3 separate regions of the Mus musculus genome follow, and all the other regions are linked to region 2. A link is a contact called in public HiChIP or PLAC-seq data. All regions are on one chromosome and are shown on one strand. Each heading gives the region's core, a stretch centred on a gene start, on an enhancer-like site or on the middle of the called end of the contact. The rest is flanking DNA. Distances are from core to core; before and after follow the strand shown.

Region 1 (3,998 bases), core at 1,419-3,918, 370 kb before region 2:
GCCTTCCCAACCTCTTCTCTACAAGTTATGTCTACCAAAGTACTAGGCCATGACCACAGAATGGAGCCTTATTGACAGGTAATATACCTACTAAAAACATTCACTTAGGATCTAGAAAAGAAATGACAGCTTCCTGGGTAGCAATTGGCTCATAATGAAGAAACCATAGTCTTGCTTCCTATAAGCAATCCCAATTACAATATATAAATAATTATGTTTCCCAATATGAAACTATACTAAATGGCCTATAGGTGTGTCTGTTATGGCAGAGGCCCAAATTAGCAATGGCTCAAAGTCCCATGTCATGTATCTCTCCAAGGCTAATAAGGTGCCTTCGTCATCACCACAAAATCAGATACTTCCCATCATGCTTTGCACAACCTCCATCTCTTCTGTTCAGTTCTCCTAGCCAGAACTGAAATGTATAGTTACAAATATCTGCAAGGAGGCTGAGAAACAGTTATATTCATAGCAACCACTGCCACATCTAAAATGCCCCACCTAATGCAGTTGTTTGAATTATGAGCATCTCCCAAAGGCTAGTCTGCCAGCTTATGGTGCCAATGGGAGGCAGTAAAACCTCTGAGAAGCAGGACCCAGGTGGAGGGAACTTAGTCACAAAAGGCATGCCCTTGAAGAGAAGTCTAGGACTGTAGAGCTTTCGTCTCCCTCTTTGTTTCCTTGCCACAGTGAGATGAGGCAGCCCTCAGGCTTCCCCCATGACATACAGAACCAAGCAACCATGAACTGAAACCATAAATCCATGGTTTCATCTTTTTAAGTTGATTACCTCAAGAACTTTGTTACAGTAATAGAAACCTGACTAATATGCAACATTCATTTATATCTGGTAATATATAAAAGTAAGCTTTGCAAGTTTTAATGTTATAGCATCCTCACTAAGTCCTCATGCCAGATGACGGTGTGTTATTTAGAATGTTGCATCTTAACATTTAATGTACATATGAGCCATCTTGTGTTCTTGTTAAAATAAAAATTATTAATCAGTGTTATTGAGATAGCACTAAGATTTTATATTCTAATAAAGTTTCTGTTGATGCTCACATCATATTCATTTTATTTAAAAATAACCAGGTAGTTTTTATTATTACTGCTACTGCTTTTTTAATTGCCAAGGTTTGTGAGATACAGTGAGATATTTTAATATAAGTATACAATGTTTCATGAACAAATAGAAGCTTTTACATTTCTGCTTCCCTTAACATGTTTTTAAATGTGTTAACACAACACTTATGCTTATGAGCTACAGTGTAATAGCATAGTGGCAGTGCATACTAAGAGCATATACCCATATTCATACCATTACTCTATGTCAGGAGCCTCTGACCTCTTCTTTCACAAAGTATTAAGCAGGCTATTGTGAACTACAGTTCATATCACACTTTGAACAGAAAGAAGTCTTTGGAAGAAAATATGAAGATGTCCAAGATGACTTGGAGGCTAAGGTGTTTGTTTAGCCTTCAGGGTCTACGTAGGAGAGCCTAGTCCTGAAAGTTGTTCTCTGGCTTCCAGGTATGCAATGTACAGAAACACACACACACATACACACACACACACACACACACACACACACACACCAAACAAGAATCATAGCATCGTTTTAAAACACAGAAACAAAAGAAAACATGTTGTATCTGAAGAGATGTGGATGGTCAAAAGAGAAGAGGAATACAGCATCATGGCTCCACCTTTTCTGGTTACTAAAACATACAGAGTTTTATTGAATCAAATTAGAGTGATTTGTGAAAGCTAAAGTCTAGTTTTAAGGAAATAAATCTCACAGTGGTTAAGACCTTTAAAAGTTCCACCATTACAGGTTTTAAAAAGTAGGTCGATGTTACATCAATACTTCAAACACAAGTAATAACATTTTCCTACTTATAGCACCAATTTTTTTCAAATCATAAAATTAAAAACTCTACTGGAAAAGAAGCCAGCCAAGAAATTAAGATGTGAGAAGATTATTTATAATAAGACTTCCTCAATCTTTAGCAAAGAACCTAAGCCAAAATATATTTTGTCCCATATTACATTTGCTAATGAAAGTGTGTCATGTAAGTGAATCATGTAAAATAGTCTTCTACAATGAGACATGCAAGAAATTTTTATATCATATTACAGGATATTTCTCTGCTTCTTTCAGCATTTTATATACTATTCAGTCATAAGATTTTCTTTTACATTTATTTTGATGAATCTCACAGTATTTTCCTCTCCCCCTAAATAATAAAAAATTAAAATCTAATAAGATAAAAGAAAAACTAACATATTTGAATTGGACAAACAAACAGAAGGAAAAGATCCCCCAAAAGGCACAAGAATCAGAGACTCACTCATTTGCACACTCAGAAATGTCATAAAAACAGTAAACTGGAAACTATAGTATATATGCAGAGGACCTGGTGACTATCTGTGTAGGCCCTGTGCATGCTGCCTCCATCTCTGTGAGTTCACAAGAGCTGTGCACAGTTTATGTAGAAGGTCTTGTTTCTTGGTTTCCTCTCCTCTCTGGCTCCTATAGTCTTTCTGCTTCTTCTTCCATGGGGTTCCCGGTTCCTACTTTGATATAGACATCTTTTTTAGGATCGAGTGTTCCAAGGTCTCTCACTCTCTGCATGCTGTCTGTTTGTAGGCCTCAGTCTTTGTTCCTATTTTCTGAAGGAGGAAGCTTCTCTGATGGTGGCACTGCTTCACTTCCCTGGCTAGAGTCTTACAATGTTTCCGTTTTCAAAACATATATTTTATTTTTAAATTCTCTCTCTCTCTCTCTCTCTCTCTCTCTCTCTCTCTCTCTCTCTCTCTCTCTCTGTGTGTGTGTGTGTGTGTGTGTGTGTGTGTGTGTGTGTGTGTGTGTGTGCACATATGCATGCAGCTACCCACAGAAGCCAGAAGAGGGCATCAGATCTCCTAGCCCTACAGTCAAAGGGGCTCTGAGACACCAGTTGTGAACTGTACTCTGCTGAAAAGTACAGCAAGTGCTCTAAAGACCTGAGCATCTCTTTAAGCTTCTTAAATCTACAAATGAATTTCTTTCCCCAGTTATGGAAAATTCTTGGCCATCATCTCTTTAAATGCTGGTTCTGACCTATTCTTTTCTGTCCCTCCAACATCACATACACCAGAGCTTCTCATCATGTTTATACTTTGTAGCATTTTCCACATTTTTAGCTGTTTGCATTAATGTCCTGATCATTTTTGCTATGCCCTAACCTACATCATCTGTCCCCTCTTTTGTTACATCCAGTCTTCTGCTGCATTTTATGTTCTAATAGTTCTACTTCGTTCTTTTCTACATGCTATAATAATTAGGTGTATTTCTCACAGTGCATTTTCGTAAAAGTATTAGTCACATTATTTTACAACATGTACCTAACAATGCGTAGAATATATTCATTTGAACGTCATTCATTGTTTATCCCTTGGATCTTTTTTTTTCTTCCCTCTTGATTTGTTTGTTTTATTTTCCTTTGAAAATGGAATATGTTTATATATCAAATGTTGACTTTGAACTTGGTATCTTCCTGCTGGAATTCCAGACATGCTTGATGTACTTAGCAAATTTGTATTGAAAGTGATTGCCTATGAAGAAACTGCCAAGCCTCTAGAAGATGTAACCTTCCAGAGTTTGTTCCACCATAAGCATCTGCAATGGACTCACATCAAATTAGAATAGCCAGGGACTGATCTTAAAAGTTGGTAAGATTTGCTTCACTGCTGAAAAAATTCTGGGACAGAGAAATTAGCATGAAAAACATGTTCTGGGGGAGATCCGAATATGAGTATTTCCAGAGAGGAGGGACTCAAGCCTGAGCAACAGAAGAGATTGGGCTACTTTGCATGCTCACCCATACCCAATTGGGCTCTAACCCTGGGCTAATGTTTCAGAGAGGTTTAAATATATTGCATGAGTGACCAGGCTTTCAGATTCTTATTTTAGCCATTGGCAATGGGTGCACTCTGACACTGAGAGAAAGTGT
Region 2 (4,547 bases), core at 95-2,594:
ACTAGATTCATAAAGGTCCTGAGACACAGTTTCCAGTTTCCAAAAGCTTATTCTAGCGGCAAGGCCATGGAAACCAACAGCTTACTATAACACTACGTCAAAAACAAGCATTAGTGAGGGAAAGAGCCTGAATGAGGAACCGCTGCCAAATTCTGAGATCCAAAACTAACCATCAGGGCAAACGAAGTGCAAAAGCCTGGAGGGCCAGAAATGAGGATGCCTTTAGGATTCAAGCGACGCAGTACTGCGGGAAGAGAATTTCTCACAGGGACATGCTTAGGAGAGAATACAAAAGCCTGACTGATGAAAACACTTCCTCTAATCCATTATGAAATACCAGCTCCATTCTGCGGGGACAAGGAGTGCTGAGTGGAAGGCCAGGTGTGACGAGAAAGTTATGTTCGAATTTTAAGCAGGTGTCTGAAGTGGGGGGGGGGGGAATTTGTTGCAGAATATTACAGGCTTCTTCCACTCCTTGGTCCCAGTTACACACGTGGTAAACTGACTTTTCTGGCCACTTTGTCCCTCTCAATATTGGCCTTTCACTGCTACACACATCCTAACTGGTATGTGCGCCTCCGCTGGAACAAGAAATACCCTGTGATGAATATGAACTCGGCACTTCTCTAATACATTCTCAGGGGAACAAAGAAAGGAATGACTGGCCGAGTTAGGTAGCCACATGAACTCAGGGAGTTCAACTATGGTGCTGAAAAAAGAAAAAAAAAAACAAAAAAAAAAAACGATGGACGGAGATCAGGTTAGAGAGGCTGGGCGAACCGTTTAAAGTGACGAACGTGAGGGAGAGGTGGCCAGAATGACCTAGGTTCGCAGACTCGACGGCCGTGGAGGTGGCTCCCGTAGGTGGGCCGCGGCCGGAAGCAAGGGATCGGGATCGGGTGGGAGCAGTTTCTGTGGGGTGGCCCACTTCACGCCCTCCACCCCGAGAAGTGGACGAACCCACTACTGTCTCCACAGGCACCTGAGGTCCAGCCTCGAGGCTTCCAGACACCGCCGGGACAGCTTCTGGCCCCGACACTGTCCCCCGGCCTCCGCCCGCGGCCTAGTCGCCGTCCCAGCCTAGCATCCCGCCCCGTCCCGGAGCTCACGCTTGCGGGCCTCGGACACCTTCTCGGCGGCCCGCTTCTCGGCCTGCAGTAGCTGCTGGATGCCCTGCGACTGACTCGCCATTGCTGAGGGGACTTTGGGCTGAGAGAACGGCCTAAGTCAACTGCTCAAACACCCTCCGAAGCCCCTCGGATCACCTGATCCACCACCCAGACTCTGCGCCTGCGCAGCGCGCAGGAGCCCCGCCCCACCGTCAAAAGAACCGCCCGGTGTCTCAGCTGACTGACTGCCTTTGAGTCCGGTGACTCCCAGGAGATGGGGCGGGGCGGGGCGGGGCGGGGCGGGTGAGACGGGGCGGCGGGGTGGGGCGGGGTGAGACGGGACGGGGCGGGGCGGGACAAGGAGGGACGTGCCAAGCTGTTCCACTACGCCTGCGCATTGAGAGATGGCTACTCCTGCTCTTTTGCAACTGTCAAAGGCTGGTTTTTTATAGCTGGTATTATCCCTGTGGCAGTCCTGTCACGTGGTTATTTCTCTCTTCCCGAAATTAATAGTGTGCCCACGTTGAAGTTCAGAAGCAAGGATCCAAACCTGATTATTTACCCCCTCTCTTCACCCAGCTAGACTTCCTACCTTTCTGGAAATTTCTTTGGAACTTACACCCTATCAGGAAGCAATGCTGCCCTAGTGGTACAGGCTGCAAACCCAGCACACCCGTGTCAGGATGCTGAAGCAAGAGGATTGATTGAGTTCATGACCTGGCTAGTGAGACCGTGTTTGGCGGGGGAGGGGAGTGGGAACCAAAGCAGGTAGTGAGGCATAGCACATGCCTTTAATCCCAGCACTAGGTATGCAGAGGCAACTGAGTCTCTCATTCGAGGCAGGCCTGGTCTACAGAGTGAGTTCCAGGACAGCAAGAGCTACCCAGAGAAACCGTGTCTCGAAAAACCAAAAAGAAAACATCTATCATGGAGAAGTTTAGGAAGTTCTGGCCAGTTCTGGAGAGACGTCTGAAGTCCTAGGTTCAGACACTAGCAAATACTCAGACACACTCACACAAGGACTCAGCATCAAGTCAACTACTAACCCCTGTGACTTGTGGGCCAGTTGCCATCCTTTTTCATGGTGCTAGGGCTGGAACCTAGTTCCCTCAAGCATTGTAGGCGAGTCCCTTCCACCCTCTGAGCTGTATCCCTGGACCTGCCATCCCTTTCTGACCCAAGCTTAGGAATAAATAGTGCTGTTTTCCATAAGTGTTGCTGCAAGCACAGTGGGCGTGCACACCTCCTTTGATCCTGAAAACAGATTAAGGAGACAGAGTTGTAATAGCTCAGGGTATAGATATTTACCTCACGTGGAGGAAGGAGAAAAACAATTCCTGCAAGCTGTCTCCTGACCTCCACAAACACAGTGACATATGCAGTACCACCACCCACCCACATGGTTTTGAAAATTTAAGACATTAATTTAAACAAATAATTGTAGCATAATAAATGTGCCAAGTGTTTTTTTTTATTACGTATTTTCCTCAATTACATTTCCAATGCTATCCCAAAAGTCCCCCATACCCTCCCCCCCACTTCCCTACCCACCCATTCCCATTTTTTTGGCCCTGGCGTTCCCCTGTACTGGGGCATATAAAGTTTGTGTGTCCAGTGGGCCTCTCTTTCCAGTGATGGCCGACTAGGCCATCTTTTGATACATATGAAGCTAGAGTCAAGAGCTCCGGGGTACTGGTTAGTTCATAATGTTGTTGCACCTACAGGGTGTGCCAAGTGTTTTAAGACATGCTTGTTAATGAAGATAAACCATGTGACCAGTCATGAGGAGAGAATGGATCTGAAGGCTCTCCCAAGGGAGAGATCTAAAGTGAGATGCTAGGGCTGTGTCAGCAGCACAGGGCTGTTATAACCCTCAGAGCTCCTGTTCCAAAGAGAATACAAGACAGCCCAATATTCTGAGCCCAATATGATTATGGCCCAGGAAGGACATATTCAGATTCCCATGAACAGCACGTTCTGCCACCGAGGAAGAGGATAGTTACACTTATGGTCAGAGACCAAAACAAGGTTGTAAATACTTTTACCTAATGCAAACACTCAGTGTATTTACCTAATACTTGGGTGTGTACAACAGGTAGATTATGGCAGTATTGGAAAACCTTATCAATGGGTTCAGCATGCTGCTTTCTACTAGCCTTAGCATTAGGGTTGGAGGAAGCCAGTGACCTGTTAACCGTTCATTCCGAATATTACATCTAGTGGTCACAGAGCTGTCAGGACAGATGTGGAAGTTGGTAGTAAAAGGCTGTTAAGGGATCTAAAGATAGGCCAAGATGATTTTAGCACTATGTCTGAGAAATCGTGTCCCTCTTCAGTCATGAACCTCCAGTCTGTCAGTCTTCAGGACCTTCCACACTGATGTGGCTTCTTCTGAGGTCACCACTACCATGTGCCAGGCCTTCCTTCTGTCCCCAGTGGATAGGGCAGGCAAGATAGGAAGTGGAGCTTGCATGTGCACCATGCCACTCTCTGGAATGACTCCTGCCAGCAGGTTCAGAAGTGCTATGAAAGAATAGTCTCATTTGATAACGTCCAAATGGAGGCTCAGCAGGTTAAGTGATTTGTCCACAGTCACACTCCTGTTGACTGCCAAATGGGATGCCTGCCTCTTGTCAAGCTGCACACTGACATCTCTAGCCAGCTGCACTCTTCTGAGGGATTCCTGTGGGCTTTGGAAAGTATCAGATGACCTCTTAGAGTCTGTAAAATGCTGAAAACATAAAGTAATGCCAAGATATTTTTTTTCTAGAACGCTCTCTGCACTGGAGGACGAGAGCAGTTTGGTGATTCAAAGCTTTTCCACTTGATTCAGGTTGAAGACAGCCTAATAACCAGGAAATGAATAGTCTCTGAGACCTTTAAATCCAGGGCATACTTTCTTGGGAAGACTGAATGTTTGTGTTCCCAGAAAACACAATATAGTCAGGCAATCGATGGAGAACAATACGCACTGTAGAGGTGGGAGAAAAAACAAAAGAGATGATTGAGAAAACAAATGTCCACTTACAGACAAGTGGATAAATAAACGTGGCTTATTGTACCATAGAAAAGTATTCAGTCATGTGCCAGTGAGATGACACAACAAGGACAAGGACAAGCCTGAGAACCGAGTTTCATCCCCAGGTCCTCAGTGGTGGAAGCAGAGAACAGACTCCCAAAGTTGTCCTCTGACCTCTACACACATGCTGTGGCATGTGCATACCCACATATAAACACACACACACACACACACACACTAGAGAGAGAGAGAGAGAGAGAGAGAGAGAGAGAATTCACTCACCACCATGCCTAGCACTCATAAGCATTTTTATTATTACATACATTTTATTATTTAATATATTATATATTTTATTATATAATATTATATATAATATTAATTTGATGTGTGTGTGTTCCTGTAAGCGAAATAAATCTTCC
Region 3 (4,148 bases), core at 257-2,756, 400 kb before region 2:
CCTTTGTTTTCTCTTCCCCCAAGTAATCCACAGAGTATTCCAGTGGAACTTAAGTCACTCGATGTGCATCTTATAACAGATGCTTTCAATGCTAAGACGAGAGTCTGGGTAAAGTAGGACCCCTGACCATGCAGTCAGGAAACTGCCTCGCCTGCCAGACAGTGAGTGTGTTGGAAACAGGAATTATGTCTTTGAGTCTTTGTGGCAGTCATCACTGTTGAGAAAAGTAGCAGTGCTCATGAGTGAATGGACCATCCGTCTCTTTCAAATCCTGGTTCTACAATGGAACTAGCCATCTACATTTGGTCATGCTCCCTAATGATTTAGGGTTTTCAAACGTTTTCTTTTATAAAACACAAATGATAACTGTCTCATATAACTACAATAAATGCACCGCTGTACCTACAATACAGAGCTGCACCGTAGTAAATGACAAACAGTATCTTGGCTATACTCCCCGCAGCCATCCTTCACACAGACTAAATGATCAATACCCATTTGACTGGCTGGTCAATAGGTGGAGCTAATGTGAGTGCTTTCGGTTAATTTAAGTGGAAGCCTGAACAGGCCAGGTCAAGTGCCTCGTGCCTTTTAGCTGCTTTACAGAAGAGCATGAAGCAGGCAAAGAAAAATGAATGTTAACTCTAAACATACCTAGTTGAGTGTGAGAAGCAGACAAAATTATATCTCACTTCCATTATGACTTCTAATTTGGTACTCTAGTCTCATGAAGCAAAGGCCCAGGTCCTCCAGAGAATCACATAAGATGTCTACCTCTGGTGGCTGGTCATGACAAAGCTGATTATGGAAAACTATACTCAAAGTCGTATATCCTTTAGGGAGTCACAAGAGATATCCCTACAGCATCCGGTGCCCTCACAAATATACCTGCAGACAAATATGTGTGCAGTGCTGCTCAGGATGTCAACTGTCTATCAGTTGGCAGCTCCCAGGTTAATTTGCTACAAGGACAGAGTTATTGCCTTTCAGTCATCATGGCTCAGGTCTATGCTGTGGTCTATTTGTTCTAGTTCCTTCCACCAGTCTCTCTTCTCCTTTTCACGCCAATGATGTAATTTGCTCTCTGTTTTACCCATACACCACTAAAAATTCTTCCACAAAGAATAATATTTAAGATGTGAAATTGTACAGATTCCCATTTTGTAAAAGCTCCTTGGTGTTTCTTCTTTAGGTCCTCCATTTTGACACGAAAGATGGAGCTAAAAATAAAACAAGCCCTGATTGACAGCAGTTCCTGTTACAGCTGCTGTCCATATCAAAGTTCATTTAACCTTCACCACCACCCTATAGTCTCCATTCTACAGAGCTGGAAACTGAGGCAGGTTTGGCCAGTGTCACTGAGGCGGTGGTCTGCTTTATGCAATCGGAATTAAGTGAAACACGCTGACTTGAAACCTTACTACCCAAGTGGTGGCAATGGTTGTGAACATGATTAACAGCCTCAGCCTGCACATCTGAGCTGACAAGAGGGCCACACCCCTTTCCTGTGACCACTAACATCAACTCTACCAGGAGGGAGTACAGACTCTAAATGCAGAAGTGATAGAAACCAGGGGGTTACTTGTTGTTATAAGTCTATTTGGAGGAGAAAAAAATCCTTAAGGCAAAAAGACATATGCCTTGATGATTTCTCTGCCTGCAGGGTGGATGCAGCACTCTGTAGCCTCCCCTGTGGAGGGGAGATAGTTCCCTGCAGCACAGAGAATTGAGACAAGATCATGAGGTCACTATCAAGTGGAACCTATATCCTCAGCTCCGGGAATGTGAGACACTGTGTTCAGAGAAGCTGTACAGGCATGCTTGTCTACCTGCAGCCTAGAGAGTCCATGCTGGTAGAAGATGTCTTCACATGCCTCTTCATTCCAGGCCCTCCAGGACACCCGGGGCAATTTTAGGCTACACACATGAGTCTACAGAGGCTATAGAGATGAGACCCAAAAATCCCTGTGTTCGTTCCTGAAGTCCCACTATGTTTAGGTTTGGAGAACAGACTGTAACCACACAGAAATCTGCACTAAGGCTGTAAGGAAGTCATCACTTTCTCCAGCCTCCAATGACATCATGCACCTGGCTACACTGAAGAAGAGGAACCAGATACAAAATTCTCCATGCCAGCCCACCTCCACCTGTGCATATAAGTCTGGGTCTGTCCTGTCTCTGAGTGACAACCTATTGCTGCCTCCCTCTGAACCTCTGATAGTTGGTCTCTGTGCCTTTTGTGTTCAACTCTGTAGAATTCCCTGCCCTCACCTCTTGATGTCCTCCACCCCACACGTAATAATCATCTGAGCCATCGCATGCTTTATTACCTGCTTCTTACCCTGGAATCTGACCTCTCTATATAATTGCCCAAGTCAAGTCTGGCATCAGTCTTGCTTGAACCTCTGCCATGACCTGGACATGCTGTGAGCTGGTAGGTTTTAACCCAGATACTAGAAAAGGGTCATGAAGAAAAACTGGCATTGGATAGAGGAACCACAGTAGCCTCCTTCAGACAGAATGTCAAGAGGGCTATCTCTAAAACTGGGACATTTGAATCTAAACATGCATGATGGGAGACACAGTTCTTGCAAGAGGCCTGGAGTGGGGAACAGCTTGGTAACAAGGTAGCATCTACGGACACATTTTCATATTTAATCTGCAATACATATGCACATGCTCTCCCTCCAAGCCAGTGGGTCTCCACGTCTCTGCCTCAGGACTTTCTCAAGAGCTTGGGAGTCCAGTTTGTCTAAGCCAAAGTCATTTTCAAAGTGTAAAATAATGGGGGACTCTATTCCAGTTCAGGGGAGGAAGAGTGGAGGAGTGTCAAAGGTTTCTGTCCTATAGCAAGGCAATTGGGAGGCATTGTCAACCTGCCCTTGGGGGGGACAGAGTCAAGGCTACTCAGAACAGGAAACAATTGATTGTGCAACCCATGTCAACTGTTTTCCTTCCCTGTCTCACTCCACCTACTCCCTCACCCTGATCTTGGGACCATCTTTTGTGCCTTGGTCTCAGGCTCTGCCCTAAAGCCTAATGAGCTCAGAAGGAAGCGCACTGTGGTCGGAACATATGAGACTCAAGATCAAATCAGAGAGGCCATTAAGGGCTAAACAGTAAACAGCCCCTGGAAAAGCTTCAGACTGCAGACCGCAGCATTTGGGTGGTCGCCATGGAAGTCTTCCATGGACTCAGCAGACAGAACTTTAGGTGGAATGGTAGCAAGAGAGGAGGAGGAGGAAGAAGAAACAGAATTTGTTGGCAACACTGGGACTAGATGGAATTTAGACCTCAGATAAGCTGAATGATGTTCAGGGCAAAGAATTGGGACCAGCAGGGACAAGACACTGAGCTGAAGGCTACTCGTACAAATGGGGCCAGTAGGGAAGCCCCAAGATGTAGGTCTAACTCAATTGTTATGCAAGTGCCCAGAACTCGTTTCTAGTGCATTGGATTGCTATGAGAATAACCGCAGCTTTCCTGAGTGCTGCCTGCTTACAGTCAGCATACTAAGCAGTTTTCACAATGAGCCCATGCAGACCTCAAAACAGCCGTGTGTGTTATTCTCCCCATTCTATGGATGGAAAAGCTGAGGCCGGGAAGTGTTAGCATCAAGAGTTACTGGATTCCAAGTGTCATCCTCTGATCATCAGTGACCCAGCAGGATCTGAAGGTTGTGGCCCCAATTTAAGGTCAAGGATTGACTGAAATTATAAGCATGACGGTAATAGAGAGGGACTGTCTGATAGAGGCAGGAGCTGATTTTCGGTGTTAAGATACGACATGAATCTGACTGCCTTCACTGGTGAGGAGAGTCTCAGACCAGGTGACTGCTGATCAGCCACTTTACAGTTGTCCTTCTGTTCACAAGGAGTATTTCTCAGGTTTTTTTTTTTTCATCTGTCACCCATTTTCACAAGAGGAGGTTGAATACGCAGCTTCCAGTAATATAGAATAGAATCACACTGTCCTTCTGCTCGTGAGCGTACACCCATTTACAAAACATATTCTAGGGCCCGAATTTATGACCCTGAGTGGGAGCAGAGCAGTTTGTGGGATTCCCATTTCCCAGTGTTGCAAAATTGAGGACCAGGGATGTTGAGAGCCTGGGCCAAGTGGTAGAAAAAAATGGCCACTGGAAATAC

The links. HiChIP or PLAC-seq counts read pairs in DNA pulled down with a chosen protein or histone mark.
Region 1: a contact with region 2 is called in an H3K4me3 HiChIP or PLAC-seq map of bone marrow-derived macrophages, with 4 times the contacts expected there. The contact joins the enhancer-like site here to the promoter of Atp6v1g1 in region 2. A contact is called at or near these places in 3 of 39 promoter capture datasets (cranial neural crest, maxillary cranial neural crest and second pharyngeal arch cranial neural crest), 1 of 15 datasets of contacts at CTCF or cohesin (the NIH/3T3 cell line), 1 of 484 Hi-C or Micro-C datasets (nephron progenitors), 4 of 115 datasets of contacts at active chromatin or transcription factors (bone marrow-derived macrophages, embryonic basal ganglia, embryonic forebrain and 1 more) and 1 of 9 other capture datasets (macrophages).
Region 3: an H3K4me3 HiChIP or PLAC-seq map of bone marrow-derived macrophages shows a contact between it and region 2, with 5 times the contacts expected there. The contact joins the enhancer-like site here to the promoter of Atp6v1g1 in region 2. A contact is called at or near these places in 11 of 39 promoter capture datasets (the 3T3-L1 cell line, the C10 cell line, cranial neural crest and 7 more), 4 of 484 Hi-C or Micro-C datasets (cortical neurons, liver, rod photoreceptor and 1 more), 18 of 115 datasets of contacts at active chromatin or transcription factors (DN3 thymocytes, the NIH/3T3 cell line, astrocytes and 14 more) and 2 of 9 other capture datasets (liver and macrophages).

What each region holds. Positions count from the first base shown.
Region 1 is chr4:63,908,746-63,912,743 of GRCm38.p6, reverse strand. No RefSeq gene overlaps it. Among named protein-coding and RNA genes, the nearest start is that of Tnfsf8, 49 kb to the right of the region's middle. Within about 2 kb of position 2,668, at least 6 of the 459 cell types and tissues checked have an H3K27ac peak or open chromatin away from gene starts, as enhancers often do. A contact at or near this core is called in bone marrow-derived macrophages, where this site is marked.
Region 2 is chr4:63,541,562-63,546,108 of GRCm38.p6, reverse strand. Atp6v1g1 (ATPase, H+ transporting, lysosomal V1 subunit G1) reads right to left here and starts at 1,344. Exons shown (of 3, transcript NM_024173.2): 1 at 1,110-1,344. The coding sequence starts at 1,191. It overlaps Gm38592 (a long non-coding RNA gene), which reads right to left and starts at 816. Exons shown (of 2, transcript XR_881351.1): 1 at 171-816; 2 at 1-92.
Region 3 is chr4:63,940,424-63,944,571 of GRCm38.p6, reverse strand. No RefSeq gene overlaps it. Among named protein-coding and RNA genes, the nearest start is that of 8030451A03Rik, 42 kb to the left of the region's middle. Within about 2 kb of position 1,506, at least 28 of the 459 cell types and tissues checked have an H3K27ac peak or open chromatin away from gene starts, as enhancers often do. A contact at or near this core is called in bone marrow-derived macrophages and hematopoietic stem and progenitor cells, where this site is marked.